Regions from separate parts of the Zea mays genome. Here region 2 is linked to region 1. A link is a contact called in public Hi-C data. All regions are on one chromosome and are shown on one strand. Each heading gives the region's core, a stretch centred on a gene start, on an enhancer-like site or on the middle of the called end of the contact. The rest is flanking DNA. Distances are from core to core; before and after follow the strand shown.

What was found. Hi-C and Micro-C count contacts between places; a contact is called where the count stands out from the background.
Region 2: a contact with region 1 is called in a Hi-C map of leaf mesophyll, with 2.1 times the contacts expected there. The contact joins the promoter of LOC100275821 here to the promoter of LOC103651028 in region 1. A contact is called at or near these places in 2 of 25 Hi-C or Micro-C datasets (ear and leaf mesophyll).

Annotation. Positions count from the first base shown.
Region 1 is chr3:186,198,945-186,206,481 of Zm-B73-REFERENCE-NAM-5.0, reverse strand. It overlaps LOC103651028 (heat shock 70 kDa protein-like), which reads left to right and starts at 3,846. Exons shown (of 2, transcript XM_008676621.2): 1 at 3,846-4,368; 2 at 5,609-7,497. The coding sequence starts at 4,158. The coding sequence ends at 7,344.
Region 2 is chr3:186,792,979-186,799,766 of Zm-B73-REFERENCE-NAM-5.0, reverse strand. It overlaps LOC100275821 (plant-specific domain TIGR01589 family protein expressed), which reads left to right and starts at 2,657. Exons shown (of 4, transcript NR_175400.1): 1 at 2,657-2,858; 2 at 3,024-3,129; 3 at 3,336-3,823; 4 at 3,984-4,580. LOC103651034 (metal tolerance protein 5) reads right to left here. Exons shown (of 6, transcript XM_035966385.1): 6 at 6,724-6,788.

The DNA.
Region 1 (7,537 bases), core at 2,597-5,096:
TGCTAAAAAAACGAACAACCTATTTGTTTGCCCTTCCGTTGGAAAGGTAGGCTGTTTGTTCAGCCAAGAGCCCAAGAACCTCCTAAAGCCCTGAACAAGCCTATTTGTTTGCCCTTCTGTTGGGAATTGGGAAGGCATGCTCTTTGTTCAGCCAATGAGCCAAGCACACCCTGAAGCCCTGAAGCCGTGTCACTATCATTCACCATATAGAACATGTCGAATCGTCTCGCAATTTTCCTATCAATTCAAAAGGCATTGCAGTCAATAGTAATTTAGTCCGCGGCCTCAAGACATCGATTGTAACTGTGGGCGAAATTTTTTACCGAAAGACAGTTTTTTATAGGTATAACTTCAGTAGAACAACGCTGCGATAAAAGTCTCCTTAAGAAGACAATCAATAATACTTCTGTTTCGATTCTTTCTTGATCCAGTCTGCTAACCTTTGTTCTTGGCTCTGGCCTTTAGTTCGTTGGTTTGGGTGCTGTGATGGACGTGAGAAGTGTGAAGGCGGTGGAAGGGCTCTTGCAGCAGATGCAACTGTCAGAGGCGGAAAGAAGTCTGGTGCAGATTGGAGGGATGAAAAGATCGAACACAGTTGTTCATCAGGCGCTGGGTAAATTACTTTCGGAGAAATTGGCTCATCTGGATGCAATTGAACGTGCTTTGGAAACAGTTTGGTGTCCGATCCGAGGAACTGAATGCAAAAGTTTGGGACATAATAAATTCCTATTCACCTTCAACCAAGCGACGTGAAAGCGGAAGGCATTGGAGGAAAGACCCTAGAGCTTTTCAAATGAACCGTTGGTGATGGCTGATATGGATGACACAGAGTCTATTGACAAGGTTGAGTTCAATGTAGTCCTGATCTAGATCCACGTCAGAAAACTTCCGATTGGATTGTTCACTAAAGAAGCTGTAGAGGCTATTGGCAATGAGGTGGGAGTCTTCTTGGAGGTTTAGGAAGACAATGGTGGGATGTTGATAGGCAACTTCCTTCGAATTAAGATCATGCTTCACATTTAGAAGCCTTTGATGAGGGGAGTCACGATGCAGTTGGAAGCAGATGGAAAGGAGAAGTGGTGTCCGATTTGCTATGAATACTTATCGGATTTTTGTTATATGTGCGGTCTGATCGGACACACTCAGAAAAGTTGTTCTATGAAATTCGTTAAGGACGAGCTGGCGCCATTTGATAAATCTCTAAGGTGGGTTTCTAGCAAATTCATGGGCGATAGGAAGTGGGTGTCAATCAGTGGAGAGGGGCGTAAGAATGTTCCATTTACTTACCAGAGTGAGAGAAGTGATGCACCATCTTGAAGGAAAGACGAAAATCATGGAAGCAAAGGAGATGAACAGAGGCACATATACAGTACCATGGAGGCGCAGGGGGTGATGTTCACAACCAAATTGCACAAGTTCCTATGGTGCAAACAATGAACAATCTTTCGGATGGTGTCACAAATAAAAAATGCCTCAGGAAGATGATGGTGGAGAGTGAGAATTCCCAAAGGCGGTTCCTCAGTCGGAGCAACAACTACGCGAATTTAAAAGGCAACCTCGCCAAGAAAGCATCCGTGCGGATGACAGCTAGGAAATTCAGGTAGTATGGAAGAGGAGTCATTTGGAGACAATGGAACTCCTCACCCTTTTATGATAGCCAATAAACTCCTCCTTATATGTAACCAGACCCTATCAAATGCTAGAATGTTGGAACATCGTCTAAAAGGCCAATAAAGGACTTGTCATGTTCAAATGTACCAGGTTTTCAGTATTTCGTATGTACCATATTTGCAATTTAAAGTTATGTTAAGTTCTAAGGGTGTGTGAATTGACTAGAGTTAATAGTTAGCTGCTAAAATTAGCTGAAAACATGTAAACAATATAATTAATATTTTAGCTATTAGCTACTTTTAGCAAATTAATAAATAGTTAGTTATCTAATTCCACTAGTAACTTTTTAACCAACTAACTGTTAGCTCTAATGATTCAAACACTCTCTACAACTGTCTATAACAATGTCGCCTAAATTTTATCCTTTAAAATAATATTCTCTGTCCATTATAACATACTTTAAAAGATTCTAGCATCTATATTTTTATCATCTCTAGCAATGTCTCCCTAAATTCGGTCCCCGATATCAGTGATATGAGTGCCAGATTCAGCGGCGTCCCCTAAAACATAGTTTCTTTATCGGTCGGTTCAAAAACAATTGCTCATTTCTTCTTCTCAGTCATTTCCTCGAACTGCATCTTGTGTTGCCTCTCTGCCACCTAGCAATAGCATCGCTTCTATCACCACAGAGTTTGATCATCGCTTTAATGAGCTATCTCAAGAGTTGCTTGTGTGTTTTTCTTGTCTTGACCCAAGAGATTCGTTCTCTAAGTTTAATGTGGATAAGCTTGCTCGGCTCGCGGATATTTATTATGATGATTTTTCTTTTGATGATTGCAAGACTATAAGAGATTAGCTAAAAACTTTTATTATTCATGTACAAAGAATTGAAGAGTTCAAAACTTGTTGTGATCTTGCTAGTCTATCAAAGACAACGGTTCAGCTTGAGAGGCATATTGTGTTTTCACTGGTATATCGACTTATTGAGTTAGCATTGTTGCTACCGGTGGCGACTGCAACAGTGGAAAGGGTCTCCTCGGCTATGAAGATTATTAAGACTAAGTTGCGCAACAAGATGTCCGATGGTTGGTTAAATGACTTGATGGTGTGCTACATTGAAAGAGAAATTTTTAAATGACTCGACCTTCAGAAAATCAAGAAGACATTTCAAAATAAAAAAAACTAGACAAATGCAATTGTCCAGATCTCCTACAACTAGACTCAACTAAAGGTATATTCTTATTTCACTTGTTCAACAATTTTTACTTCAATTTGCCATTGATAACTCATTTTTTTCTTTTTTTCCCATATTTTATTCGTTATATGGCATTTGGTTGTAAATAGATTGTAACCAAGATTACTATTAAATAAGATATTTTTCAACATCTATTACTTATTTTATAGCTACAAGTTATTTTAAACTATGTCATAAATTTTTAGTCTTTGTTGCGTTAATAACACCTAAATTTTCTGGCGTTCTCCGCCATCGGCGCCAGATCTCGACCACAGTGGAAGTCTGACTGTGGAAGCCTGGAAGCCTAAGAGCTTGTTCGTTAGCTCTCAATCCATGTGGATTAAGTGAGATTGGATGGATTTTAATCCCAAACAAGTCAAACTTCTTAAAAAAATTTTGCAATCTCATCCAATTCATGTGTATTGGGAATAACCGAACAAGGTCTAACTGTGGAAGCCTAATTTATTTTAAACTATGTCATAAATTTTCTGGCGTCGAGCCATCGCCTAGAACAGTAGAACACAGTGGAAGCCTGGAAGCCACCAGGAATTCTATCACGCGCCCAAAGAGGCAAAGCCCGGAGCGGCTCCCAGGCCTATAGATGTCCAATAAGCACGAGGCCCGCGAGCCCGGCACAGCCCGGTTATATGTGGGCCCGGGCCGGCCCGACACGAATAAGCGGGCCGGGCTCGGATAGGAAATTAGGCACGGTGGGCTAGCCCGGCACGGCCCGTTTAGCTCTAAGCCCGTTAAGCCCGCTTTTTTTACACTAAAACGTGTTTTTCGGCCCGCATAGCCCGCTTTTCGGCCCGCTTTTTTCGTGCTAAACGGGCCGACCCGGCACGTTTAGGCCCGTTCGGGCCGGGCTCAGACAAGAAATTGAGCCCGCGTGCTTAGCCGGCCCGGCCCGGTTTTTTAATCGTGCCTGGCGGACCGGGCCAGGCGGCCCGTTTGGACATCTCTACCCAGCCCCAGGTGTCCGCGCCGAGGCGCCCCAGCCGGGGCCAACGTGTTCCCACTTGTCACGCCGCTATTAGCCTGTCTCCCGAACCGCACCATCCAGACCCTTCCGGAACGCCCCTCCGATCTGAATTCAACGGTAGGTCTCCGCCGCGCTCGAACGTTCCCGAAACCACGTCCACACCACGATAAAAACCCACGCGCTGCCTCCTCCCTTCCTCAACTTCAACTATCATTGCAAAAGCAAAGCACGCAATCCAATTTCCCTCCATTTCTCTAGATCTCGAGTTGCTCTGCTACTTCTTTTAGATTCCTTCTTTCGTTCGGGAGAGCGATTCTCTAGCTGGTGGCAATGGCGAAGGGCGAGGGTCCGGCGATCGGGATCGATCTCGGCACCACCTACTCGTGCGTCGGCGTGTGGCAGCACGACCGGGTGGAGATCATCGCCAACGACCAGGGCAACCGCACCACGCCGTCCTATGTCGCCTTCACCGACACCGAGCGGCTCATCGGCGACGCCGCCAAGAACCAGGTGGCCATGAACCCCACCAACACCGTCTTCGGTACGTGCTCACTCCTAGCTCTGACTTGCTGGTGCCACTGCCATGTTTCTCTCAATGCTTAGAGCCTCTAGTATGCGCGAACTGCCATGTTTCTCTCAATGCTTAGAGCCTCTAGTATGCGCGAGTGCTTAAGTTGGATCAATGGATGTACAGTTTAAATTCTGAAATCGTGCTCTCTATATGCTGAATAATTACCGTGCTCTGTAGTAACAGACAAAGGAACATGTACTCAAAGATGGAATCTACTCAAAAAATATGAGCAGCGTGTAATTTGGTCTTGTTGGTAAATATAATTTGGTCTTAGTGGTACTTATGCTCCTGTTGTTGTTATAGGACGCTTATTCAGAAGTTTGCTGTTAAATTCGCGATAGGGATGCATACTATAGGTGGATAGTATAGTTGGTTAGTCTGCGTAGCTTACTATGTGTCAAAATTAGATACTCCTAATTTCTCCTTCGTGTTTGTTTGCTATTAAATTGTTACTGTCTGAATAAATACATCTAATAACTGACATGATTTTGATGGTTATCTCTGCTCGTTGGCTGTTGCAAAACTAAGTGTGCCCTTGTTGTAAATTCTTGTTGTCCGAAGAAATATAACTGACAGCATTTGATGCATTGCGCTGCTCATTTGTTGTGATAATAAGTATCTGATAGTATTTTGATGCATTGCCCTGCTCATTTTTTGTGATAAAATAAAGAAGAAAGAGTTTCCTTTTTGCTCTGCTTGCCTTCTTTTAGTATGTGCCAACTGATAACGTATTGGCATCAGGGTTCATTTTATCAATATTGTATGGGAGGTTGGCGATAAACAGGATTATCAGACCTATTGGTGGCAAATTTTTTCGTTACAAATTTAAATTTAAAGAAAATGACTCAGTTTGTTTAAATATCATCTAGATTATATTTAGACACAACCAATTAAGTATAGAGAAAAAATTTAGGGTTTTAGTATACTAGGAGAGCATAAGAAGACATATAGACCAACTGACTTCTAATTTAAACATTTGACAGTGCCAATTCAAAAAATTTGAAAATTTCGGCTGACAAAGAAAAAATATCCGGGCTCACCGATAAACATAAACAGGAAAATTGGGTTTATTGATACGTGCTTGTTTTTACATATTGTAGCTCCCCCTATTTTTTGCTATAATGCCCACAATAAGTATCTTGCTCTATGCCTTCTACCTAGTGCTGACCGCTGTTACTCACACATCTTTGTTCATTTCATTGTACTGCAGATGCCAAGCGGTTGATCGGCAGGAGGTTCTCTGACCCGTCAGTGCAGAGTGACATGAAGCTATGGCCGTTCAAGGTCATCCCTGGCCCTGGTGACAAGCCTATGATTGTAGTCTCCTACAAGGGTGAGGAGAAGCAGTTCGCTGCTGAAGAGATCTCCTCCATGGTGCTCATCAAGATGAAGGAGATTGCTGAAGCCTACCTCGGCTCTACTATCAAGAATGCAGTGGTGACAGTGCCGGCCTACTTCAACGACTCGCAGAGGCAAGCCACCAAGGACGCCGGTGTCATTGCGGGCCTCAATGTGATGCGTATCATCAACGAGCCCACTGCTGCTGCTATTGCCTACGGTCTTGACAAGAAGGCGAGCAGCTCTGGCGAGAAGAACGTGCTCATCTTCGACCTTGGTGGTGGCACGTTTGACGTGTCGCTCCTCACCATCGAGGAGGGCATCTTCGAGGTGAAGGCCACTGCGGGTGACACTCACCTTGGAGGCGAGGATTTCGACAATCGCATGGTGAACCACTTCGTCCAAGAGTTCAAGCGCAAGCATAAGAAGGACATCAGCGGCAACCCTCGTGCACTGCGCCGGCTGCGCACGGCGTGCGAGCGCGCCAAGCGCACGCTGTCATCGACCGCCCAGACGACCATTGAGATCGACTCCTTGTTCGAGGGCATCGACTTCTACTCTACAATCACCAGGGCTCGCTTTGAGGAGCTCAACATGGACTTGTTCCGCAAGTGCATGGAACCTGTGGAGAAGTGCCTGCGCGACGCCAAGATGGACAAGAGCAGCGTGCACGACGTCGTGCTCGTCGGTGGCTCCACCCGCATTCCCAAGGTGCAGCAGCTGCTGCAGGATTTCTTCAACGGCAAAGAACTCTGCAAGAGCATCAACCCCGACGAGGCTGTGGCGTACGGCGCGGCTGTACAGGCCGCCATCCTCAGTGGCGAGGGCAACGAGAAGGTGCAGGACCTGCTCCTACTCGACGTCACGCCACTGTCTCTCGGCCTGGAGACTGCAGGTGGCGTCATGACGGTGCTTATCCCGAGGAACACCACAATCCCGACCAAGAAGGAGCAGGTCTTCTCGACGTACTCCGACAATCAGCCGGGCGTCCTGATACAGGTGTACGAGGGTGAGCGCGCGAGGACCAAGGACAACAACCTCCTCGGCAAGTTCGAGCTCTCGGGCATCCCTCCTGCTCCCCGCGGCGTGCCCCAGATCACCGTCACCTTCGACATCGACGCCAATGGCATCCTCAACGTCTCTGCTGAGGACAAGACCACCGGCCAGAAGAACAAGATCACGATCACTAACGACAAGGGCCGGCTTAGCAAGGAGGAGATTGAGAAGATGGTGCAGGAGGCTGAGAAGTACAAGGCCGAGGACGAGGAGGTCAAGAAGAAGGTGGACGCTAAGAACACGCTCGAGAACTATGCCTATAACATGAGGAACACCATCAAGGATGACAAGATCGCCTCCAAGCTCTCGGCAGATGACAAGAAAAAGATCGAGGACGCCGTCGATAGCGCCACCAGCTGGCTGGACAGCAACCAGCTAGCTGAGGTGGACGAGTTCGAAGACAAGATGAAGGAGCTCGAGGGCATCTGCAACCCCATCATCGCCAAGATGTACCAAGGCGCTGGCGCGGGCATGGGCGATGCGGCTGGCATGGACGAGGATGCCCCGTCTGGTGGGAGCGGTGCTGGTCCCAAGATCGAAGAGGTCGATTAAATTGGTTAGCATCGGGCGGTTTGTTTTGGTGTGGTCTGAAGTACTCCTGAACTCTGAAGGTTGTCTGTGAGATGGGGTGGTGTCCACAGTCTGTGGGCTGTGGTCGAACTTCTTAATAAATATAAGTTTTAGTTCCTAATTTGTTTTCGTAAATCTATTGATCGCCTTCGAGTTGTTCATTCGTTACCTCCTT
Region 2 (6,788 bases), core at 1,408-3,907, 590 kb before region 1:
TCCTCCTCCCTTCATAGCAAGTGAGAAATGATGATAACAGATCTTTTTTTTCTCCCTCTTTGCAGACATGCTATTCAGTTACTGTCACCCTGCCAACTTGGTTGCAAAGACTAACTAGTAAAGGGAAAAGATCTGCAAGGTATATCTACCGAGCTTTCACTACCTGCAAGTATTTGCATCTCTGAGCTTATGTTCTCTATGAGGCTGATCTTGAGGAAGCTAGAGGTCTCTGTTCGGATGCCCAATCCTCGGCTCGTCTGGCCCAGGAGCAACAGGACAGATACATCACCTAGATTTTTCCTGTTGTTGAAAGCTCGAAGAAAATGTAGTTGCCAGCTCAAAGCCATGCTGTACTGCATCGATCTGCTCCACATGTTCTTATAGTCTATTCAGTCTTGGAGAGCACGTTTGGGAGAGATTATTTTTTTTGTAGTGCCTGCTTATGGCTTGCTTGTCCACATACTGTTCACTGATTAGATTGACCACTGGTGCGTGAATTGTCCTAAAAAACACAGCCTATATTTCTTTACAGAGTGTCTTCTTTTTTTTTCCTCCCCCTGCTGGTATCGCTCTGATTCCATCCGGCCATCGTTTTCGTGATTTCCTGCGGCAACGCGAAGCGTCTGCGGAGCATCGATCCTGTCAACGTTAGAGACCGCCGGCGACGGCGAAGCAGCGCGCTGCAACTGTCATCTAGTACCGCGGGTGTTCCACTTCCACCGTGCCGGGCCGAGCCGGGTCTTTTTTTTTTCTTCTGTGCCATGATTGGCACCGAAACGTCCGTGTCCAGACAGCGAAACGCTGCTGCTGCTGCATCCCGTGCCCGGCCTGGAGGCTGCTCTCGGTTCTCCTTCCCTCCCCTCCCGGGAGTCACCCGTTAGTTACCCTAGCCGAGCTATCTCATCCTCGCCGCGACGAGCTGCAGCCACCGGCGGATCGGAGAAAAAGCAGCACATGCACAATGCGGTTTAGACTTAGTCCACGGCATCAGCAATTCAGCACCACCGGTGGCCGTGGAGTTTTTGCGCGCGCGGCGAAAAGCCAGAGAGAACTCGGGGGGGCGGGGGGACTGACTCGCACGGCACCGCCGCCCGCCTCACGCGTTTCCTTCCTCCGGCCGATCCGCGCCCCCATCATTCCGGTGCAGTGCGCGGATCGGGCGACAACGACGACGTGGGGTGGGGGGCTGGGGGCGGGCCGGCGCCAGGGAAGCCGCGGGAAATGACGCACGCGCTGACACCAATTCGCCAGCAACACGACACGCCCGGCCGGGCCCGGCCCGCATCACAGCCGCATGCTCTCGCCAGATAACGCGCGCGCATCGCATCGCATCGCATGGGTCAGCCGGTTTTAGCGGCAGCCATGATTCCGATCGCACGTAGCCGTAGTACGTAACGGGCCTGCTAGCTAGCTTTTAGCTTCGTGTTCTCCAAGAAGAAGAAGAAGCGGCGGCGGCGACGGCAGGACCGTCAAGCTGGGGCCGTCGGAGCTTGACACCACCAAGTACCGAGACCTCAAAAGGCTTTTCGTACTGGGTGCATCGCACCTCGCCGCTCGGCGATCGCTCTCGGCCGCCTTTTGTTTCTACGTGTACGTCGCGGCGCCCGGAACTCGAGGACGAGATCGGACGGGCCTGTGATCGCGGTGGATAGGGGGGGGGGGGGACTCGAAATATCTCACGCGCGCACTGTAGTAGGTGACCGGTCCCTTGGCCTCTGCCTTTTCTTGTTCTCCCGGGCGCATTTTTTCTGTGGCGTGCGTGGCGTGCATGGAATAGAAACATGGATGACGCCTTTTCGGTTCCCGCCTTCCGTGTCTCGTCTCGGGTCGCATGATTGCACGTAACAGTACCTAAGCGAGAAAGAGGGCTAGGTGGTTTATACCGTTTGGTCTCCCTCCCGGCGGATGGATGGGATCTGACGGCCGTCGTACTGTACCCGGTGTGGGTCAGTCGTCCAATTATCTGTACGGACGCAATTTCGCCCGCCAAAGGGGAGGCGCCGCGTGGCGGGAGATGTGATGAGAGTGGGTGGGCTATGCAGCCAGTGGCGAAAGAAAGCCGTGCCACCCGGCCGCGGCTCCCATATTCCAGGAGCGGCCAAGGCTCCGTATGATGGAGCACTAGCAGTAGTGAGCACCCGAGACAACAGTATGAACAGCAGCGAATGTGTTCGCCCTCTATCCGGAACGTAGGACAGCCTGCAGCACTGCGAACCATTTTCAAATTCAAACAGGACACGCGCTTTTTTGTTTCCACATGTTCGCCACGCAGGGCACGGTCAAATTATCTTGTCGCCTAGTGCGAGGGCGAGCCAGCCAAGACAACCGCCGGCGCGGTGAATGATCCGACGGTCCTCAAGTGGACGCGCCTCCGCCGATCGGCTGAAAGGAACGGCGGAGGGTTGGCAACCAAGTTTCACCACAAACGAAAAGGGTAAGGCGAGGCGAGGCGTGGGCCCGCAAGAATCCCCTCCCGCGCCTCTCCGCGAATGGGGAGGCGGCACCCACGTGACCGGCTCGACCCCACGCCGCCCTCCCTCCCTGCCTGGCATGCGCATGCGCCCGATCGCGCCATGTCTCCCTCTCCTCCCGCGCCTCTATTTCTACCGCCCCGCCGGCGCTACCCGCCGCCCGCGCTCTCCATCCATCCCCGTCCCCCGCGATCGCCGAGCTCTACCTCCTCCAGCACACGTCCCGCGGCAGCATCCGTCAGAGAAGCTAGCTAGCGCTTCGATCCCCGATCCGTGTCGTAGACGACAGCGGGGCCCCCCGGCGGCCGGTTGTTTCTCGCAGCTCGGCCGGCGGCGGCCATGGACGACGACGCCTCCTCGTCTCCGGCGGCTTCGTACATCAGACTGGTAAGTTCTGCCGCGCGCGCGCGTGCGCGGACTATCTTCCGCGCCCGGCCCGTGCATTGAGAGTACGGTTCGATTGCCTCTTGTGCTGGCGTGCACGCAAGGTGGTGGTGATTGATGCAAGCTAGGTTCTGTGCGTATTATTGCGCACGCATGTCTGATATCCAGGTGCAGCATCTGATCGAGAAGTGCATCTGCTACAAGCTGAACAAGGAGGAGTGCATGGAGACGTTGGAGAAGCACGCCAAGATCATGCCCGTCGTCACGTCCACCGGTACGTCGTCGTCGTTTTCTTCTTCTTCTTCTCGATGGCTATTCTTGTTCTACTCTCGTGTTTCCACTTCGGCATTATTCTTGCAAGCGATTAACCAAGATTCAAGAGTATAGCTAGCTAGCGTTGACGCCAAAACCTACCAGCAGCCGGCCGTACGTGTCATTGACGATTTCTTCTTGGCATTATATATATGTATACGCTGCCAGTGTGGAAGGAGCTAGAGAAGGAGAACAGGGAGTTCTTCGAGACGTACAAGAAGGATCGGGGAGGAGGAGGAGGAGGCCCCAGGAACCTGCAGGAAGCGGCGGCTGCTGGTCACCATCCTCCTCCGCGTCTCCAAGTCCAACAGAGCTGCTGCTCACAAGAGCCGGCGCTGGAGCAGAAGAAGCACCCACCATCTGATGGAGTACAGGAACATAATCGCGTCGTCGTGGAGAAGGAGAAGAGGAAGCAGGACCCACCATCGGCGTCGGCGTCGGCTGATGGACAGGAACAGCGCGTCGTGGAGAAGAAGGAGAAGAGGAAGGACCCGCCGTCTGATGGACAGGAACGGCGCGTCATGGCGAAGGAGAACAGCCGGAAGGATCCTTCCGCTTCTTCCAAGAGATCAGACAAGGACAACGACTAGAGCTCTCGCTCGCTCGATCAGCCGTGCCGCTCCTGTGGCTACGATCGAATGTGGTCGATGCAGGAGGTACGGTACATCTATCGATCGAGAGAGAGAGCTGCTCTCTCTAGCTATCTATAGACTATATATATATCAGCATCGGTCGCCAGTGTGATTATGTGTGTAGGAGGCTGCATGACCATGTGTATTATGGGTAGACAGATTGATTAAACCTAGTATGATCCAGATCTCAGGACGATCGAAGATTCTCGATCTACAGGCGCCGCCGTACCGCGAGCAGGGGGAGGGAGCGACGGACGGTGTTGCGCTGCATGCGTGTGGGCCCTGCACACGTGGCGGCCGGGCGAATATTCACCCGGCTTAGCGTGTTTGAAGGACACGACACGACTGGTGGAGGTGGTGGTGGTTACTGTCAGAAGAAAGAGGCCGTTCTTGTCCCGGTGGTCGGTCTCGCGTCTCGACGTACGTACGTGCTCTGCTCTGGCGATCCGTCGAACAGACAGGACGGCCGGGCGCCGGGGCCAAGGCCAACAAAGCACGCGAGATTTCTTCCTCCCCCAGGCCCAGCCACCCTCCTTTTGGCGCCGGGCGCTTCTGAGCAGGACGTCTACGGTGGCTGGCAAATTCCCAGGCGTGCGCGTGACGTCTTGTTTGGTCGGAGCAGCCTGCAACAGCGCACGCAGTACACAGCCGGTCCAAGAGGCTCGGCCGGGCTCACTCCTGTCATGTTGACATGTAGCTAGGCACGTGCACACGTACTTGTGACCGCTACACAGGCCGGTATGCATGCCACTCGCTGTACGCGTCCACAAGAATCGAGCCCGGCTTTTGTGCTTCGGGAGTTTGGAACCAAGTCGAGTGTCGGGCACGGGGGCTGGTAGAGCTGACGTGCTCGCATCGTTGTCTGCTGCTGGCCACCGGCCGTGCTCTGGCTGCGTGGTCTACTCTACTGCTCTTCCGTCGTTTTGGCCGTGCTTTCCCCCCGGGCTGTACGCGTACGTCGTTTTCAGCTACCCGCCGCCGATCGAGCCATGTTTCAGGCACGCTACTCCAAGCAAGCAAGCTAGCTACTGACGGCACGGGGGTTTCATGCTAGTATCACAGATCACACACACACACACACACACACACGGCAGCAGAAATGGGGTGGACCAGACATTTTCCTTCCCGTACAAAACATTCAGCTAATAAGTGCCTTTTCCCAAGTCCTAGGAGGACGGTGTACCTTTCCCCCTCTCGGTTTTGGAGTGCTATGTACAACGAATATCCTGGGCGAAAATGGATTACGTTAGACTGAAAATTAGAAAGGTTTCAGCTGAAGTGACTTTGTAGTAGCTACAGACGAGATGATGATCTGTGAAGAGGTTTAGTTGCTTACATGAACAGATGCAGGGGCCTATGCAGTTTCGTTTTCAGATGTGATGCATCAATAATAGTGTCGGATACCATAATTCGGCGTACCCAGATCACAACCCTTTAGTGCTTAGACACTTGAGTAAGAAGAGATCATAAACAAAACACGCTTCCGACCTTACCAAGTCATGACTCGCTCGAGGCCAACCTCGAGCGAGTGACCTATGTCACGACTCGCTCGAGGTCAACCCCAAGCCATGACTTGCCCGAGACCAACCTCGAGCGGGAGACCCAAGTCACAACTTGCTCGATGCCAACCCCGAGCGGGAGATTGAGTCACGTCTCGCTCGAGGTCAACCACGTGCGGGAGACGTAGTCGCGACTCGTCCTAGACCAGCCTCGGGCGAGAAGCGTATTTTAGATTCACCTAAGGGCGTTTCGGATGACACTCCGGGAGCTACCCGCCTCGGCCAATCACTTTCGACCCCAGAACGTGCTTCTGTACATTCACATGCCCCGCTGAGGGTGCCAAAGGCAACAAGGACAACACAACTATGGTCTAATTTACCTTTAGTGCCCACGACGATGCGTAGGGCGCGAATACATGCACTATTCCCTTACTCCGACCACTGTTTCAACCACTCCGAGCGTGACTACATATAGCGTCTGATCCCGACCTTGGCCTCGGGAGAAATCTCTGCCTTGCCCGAGCACAACCTCGACCAACTGTCCCGGCAGACGCGCATTAAATGCCACATACTCTCCCGCGAATCTCGCAGAAGACCATGTCAAGCACTGTTTCAACTACTCCAACTCGACACTTCCTCACCCCTGTACAGGCTAAGGCTCGGACACATGTCCGTGCTCCCGAGCCCAGCCACGGCTCCCTACCCCATCAAGAGAATAGGCTACGGGTATCCTTCTCCTGACCAAAAGACAACACAAGGATGAGGGCCATCCTGCCTGCCACACCGCTACAGGGCTCGAACACAAGGACGAGAGTCATCCCGCTGGCCATGCCACTACAGGGCTCGGACACATCTCCTCTGACCACAACAACCGTACACTAACCCTTGTACTCTTTGGTCTCCTCCTTGCGACTATAAAAGGAGCCCGAGGCCTTGTACTACGAGCACTTAGGTGCAAAATAATACAAGCCTCCCCTTCCCGCTAAATGTAAGGTCTTCTTTTGTCCGAACTAAAATAAATTTTGTGTCTTCGGACCAGGATAAACCAAGGACACGCAACATAAATTTACTAGTTGGTTAGAACTTGGTTAGGACTCCGGTTTCTAAAACACCGTTAAATAGAAATCTCAACTTGGATGTGTGCATCCACCATACGACATAGGACATTTTTTATGCAAGCAACTCAATACAACTATAGGCACAGAACATCCATGTGACATATGAGGCAGCTCCACCCGCACACGCTCGTGGCATCACTACTTGAAAATGTGAAATCCCAAATGTGCAATAATGGGATGGTCAAAGGCAGTCTAGTTTAAGCTGCACTTACCGTCTCAAAACAAGAGCACGTCTTGCTTCTGAAAAGAGCTAGCCTTTTTTTAAAAAAAAGTGACAAAATATATATAAAAGAACAATTCAAAGACATAAATATCAAAACTATTTTCGACGTACTGGCAAATTTTAAAAAGTTTTGACTTTTTGAAGCAAGA